Regions from separate parts of the Sus scrofa genome. Here region 1 is linked to region 2. Evidence: chromatin contacts called from public HiChIP or PLAC-seq data. All regions are on one chromosome and are shown on one strand. The core of a region is the stretch at or near the end of the contact, and the rest is flanking DNA. Distances in the headings are between cores, read along the strand shown.

The links. HiChIP or PLAC-seq counts read pairs in DNA pulled down with a chosen protein or histone mark.
Region 1: a contact with region 2 is called in an H3K27ac HiChIP or PLAC-seq map of alveolar macrophages. The contact joins two enhancer-like sites. A contact is called at or near these places in 11 of 47 Hi-C or Micro-C datasets (embryonic fibroblasts, fetal heart ventricle, heart right ventricle and 6 more) and 2 of 2 datasets of contacts at active chromatin or transcription factors (alveolar macrophages and skeletal muscle).

Annotation. Positions count from the first base shown.
Region 1 is chr1:104,919,154-104,925,038 of Sscrofa11.1, reverse strand. The region is part of intron 5 of TCF4 (transcription factor 4); the gene reads left to right. Among named protein-coding and RNA genes, the nearest start is that of TCF4, 160 kb to the left of the region's middle. Within about 2 kb of position 2,593, at least 4 of the 83 cell types and tissues checked have an H3K27ac peak or open chromatin away from gene starts, as enhancers often do. A contact at or near this core is called in alveolar macrophages and retroperitoneal adipose tissue, where this site is marked.
Region 2 is chr1:105,001,657-105,007,216 of Sscrofa11.1, reverse strand. The region is part of intron 3 of TCF4 (transcription factor 4); the gene reads left to right. Among named protein-coding and RNA genes, the nearest start is that of TCF4, 75 kb to the left of the region's middle. Within about 2 kb of position 1,791, at least 28 of the 83 cell types and tissues checked have an H3K27ac peak or open chromatin away from gene starts, as enhancers often do. A contact at or near this core is called in alveolar macrophages and retroperitoneal adipose tissue, where this site is marked.

The sequences.
Region 1 (5,885 bases), core at 1,344-3,843, 83 kb after region 2:
TTATCTTGTTCTTACTCTGCGCTCAACACTGTTGTTGTTTACGGACTTTATCGTACAGCATCCCTTTGCGAAAAGTATTTATTGCCCTCATTTTAGAGATGGGAAGGTGAAAGACAGTGAGGTTAAAATTACCCAGACAGAGAGCATACTCCTGGTTCCTTAATGATGTGATTGGGATTTGCACACAGTTCTGCCAGAGTGTGAAGCATGTATTCTAACCAGCAGATCCAACTACTTCCCTAGACAGAGTAGATAGATGGGATAGATCAAAAGTATTCTGAGTAAATGTCAGATATACGAAAGCCAGGGTTAAAGGACCACACTAATGACTGCCATACTTAAACAAAAATTGTCAGCATGATGTTAAATCACAATAAAATAATCTTACAAGAAGAATGATTAAGGTTTGCGGGAGTTCCCGTCGCGGCGCAGTGGTTAACGAATCCGACTAGGAACCATGAGGTTGCTGGTTCAGTCCCTGCCCTTGCTCAGTGGGTTAATGATCCGGCGATGCCGTGAGCTGTGGTGTAGGTTGCAGACACGGCTCAGATCCCGTGTTGCTGTGGCTCTGGCATAGGCTGGCGGCTACAGCTCCAATTCGACCCCTAGCCTGGGAACCTCCGTATGCCATGGGAGTAGCCCAAGAAATAGCAAAAAGACAAAAAAAAAAAAAAAGAATGATTAAGGTTTGCAAAAAAATAAAGGAAAATATCATCGTCACTATTTTTTAATAAGGGAAGAGTGAGCCTGATGAAGTAGGACCTGTTGCTTTACGAATAGCAATGCCTGCATCTGGTAAGGACGTGGATTTGACAGCTGCATTGCTGACCTGGAATTAGACTCCCCTGTGGAATTCAGGTCAGCGTTTACACCCAAGAAGTTTTACCATCTTTGACAATTTAAGCAAAAAGAGTATGAAAGCACTTAGGAACAATTTAGAGAACCAGAATCCCAGCAGAATCAGAGGAACAAACCTTCTCAGTGGGGAGGTGTTGGGGGCATAGTGATAGAGCCTTAAAATTTTCAGAGAGATGTCATGTCAGACTTAGAAACGAGTTGTTTGATTTAAGGTAGTTGATCTTAGAATACCTACTGCTTTAACTGGCTGCTTCTTCTCTCACATCTTAGAAAACGAAAAACAGAAAAATGAAAAACAAAAACAGCTCTTCTTCATTCTTTTGATAATCCTCAGAATTTTCAGCTTATTTTAACTTGCTCATTCTGGAATCTTTCCTATTGTTTCTTCATTCACCTTTTCTCTTTCCTGATTCCCTTTCCCTGTGCTTAGAAATGTACCAATGGATAGTCTGTCCTCTGGCAGTGATCGTCAAAGTGTGGTTCATAGACCACATACGTCAGGTCTCTTGGGATCACATTCAAATTGGGACGGACACACTACAGGTTTACCAATCAGCACCTCCATCAAGTGTACTCGAAGAGCTTTCCTGAAACTACCTAGTCTCAAAGGTAGTTTGCCATCTAAGGTAGCACAGCTTCAAACTCCTTGTTTTTTCCTCTAGCCCGTTCTTTTTGCCTTTTGAAACCCACCTCCTTCAGCATCCACCATGTCAAACACCCCGAACTCTCTCTCTCTTTTCCAGTACTTTCCCTGCCAAACTACCCATCATTTGGGCATTATTTATTTGAATGAGCCAGAAATGCAACAGGATCTGTCTGAGATTCCTAGAGATAGGGTTGAGATCCACTTTACTCTCTGCCAGGAAAATAGTTTTCCTTAACAGCTGGAGAGGTCAAATGTCTAAAATGGATGTGCGGAGAAGAGTGGTCTAATATTAATATGATGTGAATAATATAGCTTGTAACATTCAAGGTCAGCATGTCTAATTTCCCCTGTCTGGGAACCCCCCAGCCAGCCATGTGTAGAGAGAGAAATTCCAATCGCCAGAATCTTCAGCTTCAAGGAGACAGGTAGCTGTTACCTGCCTGTGAACAGCTGAACCATCCAAGCTTTAATAGACTGCAGTTAGTCATGTCAGGAAACAGAGGACAGAGTTCCCACTGTGGCTCAGTGGTTTATGAACCCGACTGGTACCCATGAGGATGCAGGTTCGATCCCTGGCCTCGCTCAGTGGGTTAAGGATCTGACATTGCCGTGAGCTGTGGCATAAGTTGAAGACGCATCTGGGATTCTACCCCTAGCCTGGGCACTTCCATATGCTGCAGGTATAGCCCTAAAAAAAAAAAAAAAAAGAAAGAAAGAAAAGAAAAAAAAAAGAGAGAAAAGAAACAAGGGAAGCTGCAGATTTGGAGAGTGGAGGCTGAGTCATCAGGATTGAGGAAGATTTACTGCTGACCAGTCAGATAAGTGAGATTTTCAAGAATCATCATGGAAGAGATGGCAGTCTCCTCTTAAATGAGAGAACTGTGAGGGTCTAGCATGTCACCTATTACTAAAACAGGGTCCCTGTTTTGTCCTAACTCAGCATCTGAAGTATAGTCATTTATGTTCTACAAAAATGATTTGAAACTTCTGCAGGGACTTTCAAAGGAAGAAATGGGGAAGACTGCGTGAGATGGGTGGTGCTGACATTGTGTGTGGCCAGGGCTTGAGTCAGAGAGCTTCAACCCCCCGTGCGAGGAGGTTTGTTTCATTTGGGGCAGCCCTACCAAGATTCATTTCATTATGTGCTTTCTGTGGGCCTTTTGTGGTCCTTGTTTCCTTTTTTTGGCTATGAATATATTTTCAGATTTTAAAATTCCCCTTCATTGATGGAATATGTTTAATATCCTTATTTTTTACAGTTCTTTTTAAATTAACTTGTAACTTTTCTCCATGAATATTTCTTTTCTGTAAGTTTTCTACTTTTTGATTGTCTGTTTTTAGATGATTAAGATGTTGCTCTCTACTTCCCCTTCTTTCCCTCGATGGGGCTCTCATTGATTTACCAAAATCACTCTCCAGTATGAATCAGGAGGCGCATGGTGTAACAATATCTTCTAGGTTATAAAGCTCAAGCCAAGGGAACAAGATTGTTTCTTGACACCAAACATTATTCATCCTCTTAATTTCGAGCCTTGTAGCTTGAAATCCATGGTCTGTGATGAAATGGAGGCAATTTCTCTGAGCCTTACTGTTCTCATCTTAAAAATGACGATGATGAGATCTTCTCAGAGCATTGTAATGAAGATTAAATGAGATATATGCATCTAGCACAGGGCCTAGAAATAGGAGATTCTTAATAAATGTAATTTCATTTCTTTTTCAATTTCTGTAAAACTCCAGGGAACATTAGTAAATGTCTAGGTGTTTTTAAAAAAAAGAAAAAAGAAAGAAAGATCATAAGTTTGGTGTTAAGTTTGAGGTACTTTTATGCCATTCAAGTGAAGATACCTAGTAGGCAGTTGGGGTTATGGGTGTAAAGATGAGAGAAGTCTGAGCAAAAGGTTTTCCACTGAAGGAGTCTTCAACGTATAGACGCAAGTTGATGATGTAAGGCTGCATATGGTGTCTCAGGTAACAAGGAAACCTAGGGCCTCACAATTGAAGAATTGTCAACATTTCAAGTCTTTAGCTTGAGAATGAAAGAACCTCCAGAAGTAGGAGCCAAAGGAAATGTGTTGTCATGGAAGCCATGTCACTCATGTTTTTATTTTTATTTTTATTTTTTTTATTTCTCCAATGCATTATTATTTTTTTCTATTGTACAGCATGGTGATCCAGTTACACATAATCTCACTCATATTTTTAAGAAGGAGGGGGTGCGAGTGTCTGGAAAGACAGAAGATTGCCAAAGAAGATGAGAACTGAACATTGTCTGTTGGCTTTAATTACTTAATGGCCATGGTTGATTGTTGCTGAGAGTTTTCTTGGAGGAATCATGGCATCGGAAGACTCTACTCCCCCATTCCTGTAGAACTGAGTTATTTTTCCCCTGACCTGACTGAGTAGCCATCTTTTATATTTCTAATGTGATTTTTTTTCTTTATGGTTTATAATGATCATTGTTTATACTTAGCCTCATTCTCATAATGAATTATCAGTTTCCTGAAAACAGAGGTCATGCAAAGTACCATATAAATTTCACCTAGTAAGTATTTAACAGTTCAGTCTCAGAATCATGGTTTCTACCCTAACAAGGCAGGCTGCTTTGTCTCTTCATCTCTCCATCCACCCATCCATTCATTCACTGAAGAGCAGTTTATTTACCACCTGTATACCATGTGGCAGACACATTTTGGGCCTATGTGAATATAGTGGTGAACAAAAGATATTGCCTTTCTGCATAAAACTTATGGTGGAGACATGATAAAGAATAAATACATATTCTGAGTGCCCTTAACATTTAAGGTATTTGTTCCTCAGAACATCCACTTGACGTAGATGTTATTTTAGTTTTTTTGGGGGGAGATAAGGAAATGGAGGCCCCAAGATATTCAGCAACTTGCCAAGGTCATTAATTCATTAGAAATGGATTTGGGATTCAAATCCAGGCCGTTAATCACCCCACTGTACCGCAAAATGTTTGGCACAGAATAAACTACTATTACTACTTTTATTACTACTACTAATGTTATTAATAGTAATTATTCCTTAGCCTAGGGATCATTGATTCCAATTAGGATAAGGAAACAGAGTCTACCTAGCTATTGACAAAACTAAATTTAGAAGTCAAATTTTCCTGTTCCCAATGCAATGCTTTTCCCTCAGATAATACCTCTTCCTTAAGGGAAGGAGTGTGAAGGGAGGAAGAGGTAGAAGAAGGATGGAAGAATGAAGGAAGGGGCAAAGAGAAAGAAGGATGCGTGGAAGAGATGTAGGAAGGAATTAAATTTGTTTGATATGGGAGTTTTTATTTTAACAAACTTTATGTGATTTTTCATGTTCATTTCCCTATATTCTCAAGAGGGTTATCCTTATAATAAGAATATTTTGATGCAAAATAGTCATAGTCCATTTCATAGACTAGCAAAAAATAATTTAGGAGCTAGGAGACCCTTAGCTATTTTAAAGTAAAAGATTTTATTTTAGAAAGTGTATTTTTGATGGTATTTGCAATGTGAAGGCATTGGTTGGAAGATACACTAGAAGCTTTGTTTACCAACAGCCAAGTCTTTGTGGAGTGTGTGTGTGTGTGTGTGTGTGTGCGTGCGTGCACACACACGCACGTGCACAGGATGTATAAAGAGTATGTACTTGTTTTATAAAATTTTGGGAATGTTGAATTTACTTTGGATATATGCTTTGGGGAAGAGGATACTGGAATATTTTTCTGGGATGGGAAAGTTTTTGTACTTATATGCAAGGCTGCTCTAATATCAAACACCATATTTAAGCATCACAAATATACACTAAGCAAGGGACAGATGCACAAGGAATTTAAGCAGAGTTTTTCTAAATGGCAAATAATTAGAGGGGAACAGATGCCTATGGGCAGCAAAGGATGAAATGAGGTACCAGGAATTTTAAAAGGGAGATAGAAATACATATGTAGAATGCAGTTGCTCTCAAGGATGTTTAAGCCTAGAGGCTGTTCTTTCCCAAAGTTATGTGTTTTTGTGGGTTTCGACATTAAATTTTGTACTCTCTTTACCTATATTCCCCAAAGAAATAGATCATGCTAATGATTCCAAAGTGGAACAGATTTTCTTTCGAACCTCAGTTTTGGATGACTTTGCGGATTGCATCTCTTTCTTCTCTTTCCCCAGGGCCGTGTCCTTTCACAGGGCTGCCAGGATATGACATTTCTAACAGTGTCACTCCTCATTATTTATTATTTATACCCCATCTACTTCCAAAAGGGTTTTTAGCTAGACTACCAATAAAAGATGTCTACGAATGATTTTTTTTTTTCCTGAATGTGCCTTTTAGGATGGACATGCCCTCCTTAGGAACAGCCCTGCTGTCAAATGGGTGGTGTCTATCA
Region 2 (5,560 bases), core at 542-3,041:
GCCAATACCTCCTCCAGACATGATTTTTTCTCATCTCTGAATTTTATATTATTTGTCTAACTCTTAGGACACTTATTATATTTTCCATGCCTTTTAATTATTGTTAAAATTCTTATTTGGAAGTTATTTGCAGAAATTTCAAACAGTTATAAAGAGAATAGTATAATAAACTGCCATATATCCATTATTATACAGCTTTGATAATTATGAACATTCTGTCATTTTTGAATCCATTATACATCACACTCCCCACCCATACTTGAATTTAATTAATTTGAATAATAGATTATGAGAAACTTGAAATTAGGAACTATATATAAACTTTATTCAGTTTTTTCTGACTAAATATAATATATCTTCTTTGTGGAGATATCCAATATTAATATTTTGAAGACTGAAGATTCTAATTTTTGTTTTTAAAAACTTAATATGAAATGTGTATATTACTTTTTAACATTTTATCATGAGCATTTTTCCAATGTTCTTAGACATTTTCAAAAACATGATCTTTTAAAGGCAGCATCATATCCCATCATAGGTTCTTCCAAAATTTATTTAAACAGTTTCCTGTTGACCACTGTTTGGAACAGCCTTGTCTTTAAATACTTGTCTTCATTTACAAAGATATTAGGATAGTTTCCTAGGGAATTATTAGGTGAAAGGCTCTTTACATATCTTGTCAAATTGCTGTCTAGGAAGGCTGTGCCACTTTGCATTATTTTTATCTTATTAAGTTGGTATTGAAAAATCTGGTATCTGATTGTTTTTGTTTTAAAGTAGGTATTTTCTGGATTATTAATGACATTGGACATTTTTCAGGATCATGATTCTTATTATTTCATGTGTTAAATAAGGTGTTATCTGGAATTGCAGTGAATGCTACATGTCAATTAATTTAGCTCCAAATCTAATGCTTTGTAGTGATAATCAATTATTTTTAGTTTTTCACAAATCAGCTTTTGCTGTCTTTGTAACCAAAATGTCTGCCTAAGTGCAAATTACATTAGTTGAGAGTTAGTCTTATTTTACTTTTTGAGTATTATTTTTCAAAGCTGTCATTCTGTATAATTTTCTCCCTTTATATCATATAACTTTATTGAGAAGTGTAATTCTGCCTGGAATTATTTAGCTTTAGGTAAAACTTCTTTGTCTAAGAAATAGACTCTCAGGTATAAATACATTTTTGTTTTAAAAAATATTTTATTTAGGCCAAAGTTTTAAATCACTCATTGTATTTGACTGAATTTATAGTGTATTTAACCTTCATTCTGGAATACATTTTAAAACTCTCTTTTTAAAGTGCTTAGTGCAATTTTTATATGAAGTAAAATAAAAGTTGCCATTTTCACAAGTGAGTGTTTTAGTGGTAAGGCTGCTCTTTTGCTGTGTGAAATTTCCAAACTCCAGCATAGGGATTGAATGAAAATATTTATATTAATAAAGCAGCATAGGTAAATATTTTCAATTTCAGAAAAAAAGCAGAAAATGCCTCTTTCTTTCCTGTTGGAGTTACTTTATTATCTAAATCTAGGTTGTAAATCCACAAGTAAAACCAGCATTTTATTAGAATCTCATGCCATTCGTTCCATCTAATCAAATCATACCTCGCTGAACTATGTTCAAATACGTTGAAAAATAATTTACTGGCGTTGTGTTGAAAAAGAATATTAAAAGTATATGTGCGGTGTAGAGGAAACACTCAAAACAGATCTACCCAGACATCAACAGGATATTATTACCCCAAAGAAATGACGACAGTTTGCCAGCTAGATGCGTAGAGGAAGGAAATTTACAAACATCTCCAAGAGAGGCATGTTGAGGGGTTGAAGGAAATGAGGCACGTCCTGCTTTTATTGTGCTTATTGGAGTGGGATTCCCAGAAGACTGAACAAGGCTGTCCTGAGACCTCTGTTTGGCAAGGATCTTGTTGACTCATATTTTATTTTTGTTTCAGTAAAGGTCTGCTATTGTTCAATTTTCTACTGTGGCTTATAAACACAGAGCCAATATCATTTCCCCATCTATTGACTGATGTTTACAAATAAATGAAAATCTGCCGTCATCATTAACTCATGTTCTGTTTCCACTAAGCAAAGAAGAGGAACAGAGACGTCTCCTTAAAAGATGGACCTTTTACGTGGAGATCTCAGTTCACGTTGTATTTCAGAGTTTGCACGTTGTGTTTCAGAGTCTTAATCACCTGATATATTGGGGGAATTTATTACTTCCTTTTCCTATGGAAGAGGAAAAAGGAGATAAATATTTACAGAACCTGGGTTTCAAAAGCCTGCTTTTCGATTAAAATGTTTGATCTCTCAATGTCTGAGTCCTCTGCTTATAAGTTGAATCACTGGACCTTTATGTCTGAGATCATAAGACTTTCAGTTGGAAATGCCTGGTTTAGAGTAATGAATTCTTATGATGCTTTGAAATATTTAAAAAATTTCTGTCAAGTTGTACACTGAAATGGGAAATATTATAAACATTTCTGCTTGTTTTCGCTCTTTTTCTTGTATTTATCAAAATGCTGAGTGTCATAAATCTCTCTAGACAGAGAAGTACGGGAATGGAAATCTTTGGTTTTCTGCTGTGACTCAGTCTGAGGGGCAAGCGGAAGGCTATCTCTGGAGTTTTAGGTTATGAATTTGTCCCCTTAATTCTGAGTCAGAAGATGTGGTAACTGTCACTCTTATTCACTGAGTGACACCACACTTGGCTTTTTGTTTAGAAGACATTTAAAGGAGACACACATGAAAGGGAAAAATGGTGTGAGAAAGTGGAAGGCTAATGTTGGTTAAAATCTGGTTTTGCTTTCATTTCTTTTATTTATTCCTTAGGATGATTGCTTTCGATAATTTTTTTTTCCCCAGTCATTTTAATGTCTGAAAAATTCCAAAGAGAACTGTTATTTCAGCCCTTCAAAGGTATGTTTCAGGGTGAAGATAGGGACTGATCACCAAAGGAATTTCCCTGGCGGGAGTCCTAACATTTTAACTTCCCATGATTTTTTTTTCACCCTCTTTTCCTTTTATTTTTGGCTCTGACTCCCAGGAATGTCTGGTTTAAAGGAATTCCCATGGGAGGCAGGTTTGGATGATGTTGAAGGTTCTCCAGGTGCTTCTGAGGCAGGATTTTGAGAAATGATGTTCATTGAGAGATAAGCCGCGATTGTTCTAGTGCAAAGGGGCTGAGGATTTGGGGGCAGTCATTTCTGGATGTCACATTAGGCCACTGGAGGTTCTGTCCCTGATGGTCTGAGTTGCCTGTAAACTATTTGTTAGAGGTGGTCATTCCCTTAGCTCTCCAGTTTTCTAGGAGAACTTACTTTGGTAAATTCTGACTGATGGCCTCTTTTACATACTCTATTGGCAGGGGGTGTCAAATATTTTCTGAGTAGTTTTCTACACAGTGGATTAAGGCTAAAAAAATAGGTAGTAGAACCAGCATTTGAGCTGAGTATTTGTGGTGGCGATGGTGGTGGTGATAGGGTGTGTGTGCTTGGACACATGTATACATGTGTCTGTAACACCTGTATGTTTTTTGTTGCTGCAACTGCTTGCTTTTAGGTAACTTGAATTTGAGCAGAGAATAATTTAGATAATATCAAGGCTTTGGATGTGTTAGTCCTGCATGAATAGGATTTAAAATCTGCCATAGGTGTAATATTGCTTTAGGAAATCCATAATACATGGGAATAGTAAGTTGACATACAACTTGAGTACTTATAGAAATTAGAACACATATAGATGTATATTTTTATTTTGGTGTGGAATATTCAAGGTCAGCAAGTTAGCAAACTTCAGAAATAGAGTAGTTTTCCTGTTTAAAAAAATAATGATTTAATAACATACAGAGTCTTCCTACAATTTTCAAGAGAATATTTACTCTTTTATTTCAGATCATCTGTTTTAACAGTTAATCAAAATGCAATTCAGATTTATTTGGATTTTTTTAAAACTCAGCACATCATTTTTCAAGAGTAAGCACATTTCTTATAGAGGTTATGAAATGAAGATTTTTGTTGCACCTATCATGCATTGCAGTTTTGTTATTTGCAGTTTGTTATTAAGTGTTCCAAGGTATAAAAGAGTATGCACAGCAACAGTGTTGACTGTACAGATTTCTGGTATTTTAAAATGAAAGAGCAAGTAAGTGCAAGCTGGGAAGGGTGGGCTTTCCAGTATGGACTCTAGCTTTAAATCTCAGGTCTTTTACTTACTTCCTGGAACATGGAGCAATACAATTATGTAATTTCTCTGTAAAATGAGGATAATATAAGTACCTACTTCATCAGGTTATGAGAATGAAATTAGTTAATACATCTGAAGCATTTAGAACAGTGTTTTAGCTCATAGTAACTGATCAACAAGTATTTTCAAGCTCTTAGCATGATCGGTTTTAGAGAGGAAACATATAATGGGTCAGTTTCACAGTTATCATTGGAAATAATAATTACATTTGAAAATCCAGCAAAATATTGACATTCAGAAATCATCCTCAGAAGCGGTGGTAGTGGAATGCTATAACTGGCAGGAATGGGAGTCTCATGAGAAGAGAGCCAGGGAGTGTGTGTGTGTGTGTGTGTGTGTGTGTGTGAACGATGGCTCAGAGACATGCTTGCTTAGTAAGCCTACCCACTTGACCTTGACTGTGTTACAGATCAATTTGAAGGAGCACATTTTTCTAAAGATGCTTTTAGTTTCACTTAAATGAGTTTGCAATTGCACCTGTAAAATAATCAGGGGTTCGAGAGGCATTTTGTTGGTGGGGATGGGACAAGGTTTGGGGATGTATTGTGTATGTTGGGGATAAAGTCCTCCACCTGCCTCATCTCATTGCCACTGGTCCTCTGGTCAGGAGGCCTCTCTGACCTTTACAGGGTCTTCCTTTTGCTTCCGATGAGCATCCCCTTGAGGACGGAACTTTCTAGGCCACAAGGATTTGCATCAGTGTTCCCTCCTTGTTTTCATCATTTCCCTGTCATATGGATCAGTTCCTCCATCAGTAGGATGAGCTCAGCCTAGGTAATTTTTAGGAAATGGAGAGTCTCAGGGAGGCTCATCAACACTAACCCTTGAGCCCAATCAGCTACTGGAGAGGTTACCTTCAACACAGTTCACCCCCAATCTCCTATCCCCCACCCCCATCCACCAATACTTCTGCCTAGGCTAGAATTTAGTGGTTATTCTTTTGGCTGCCACCATTGCCACTATCTGGCAGGTGTGAAGATGCTCCCTTCTTTAACCTACACATATGCAGTTGCCTATTAACTTGCAACTACACTGCATAGAAGAAGTACCTAACTCTTTGGTTAAGGAAAAATGAAAAGATAATTATGTAGAATAATTGTGTTGACGTGAATGAGTGCATGCTTGCCTGTGGAACCATCTTTGTGGTGTATGTGTGTGTGTGTGGCAGTATGTGGGGGAGGGAGAAGCATTTTACTGTGTGCATTACTCTAGCTGATGTTTTCCTGTTGGACATTTAGCTTTATCTTGTAGAAAGAAAACGTCATTTTAAAAATCAGAAAGCTAATGAAAGGATTCCTGAATTTTTTTTT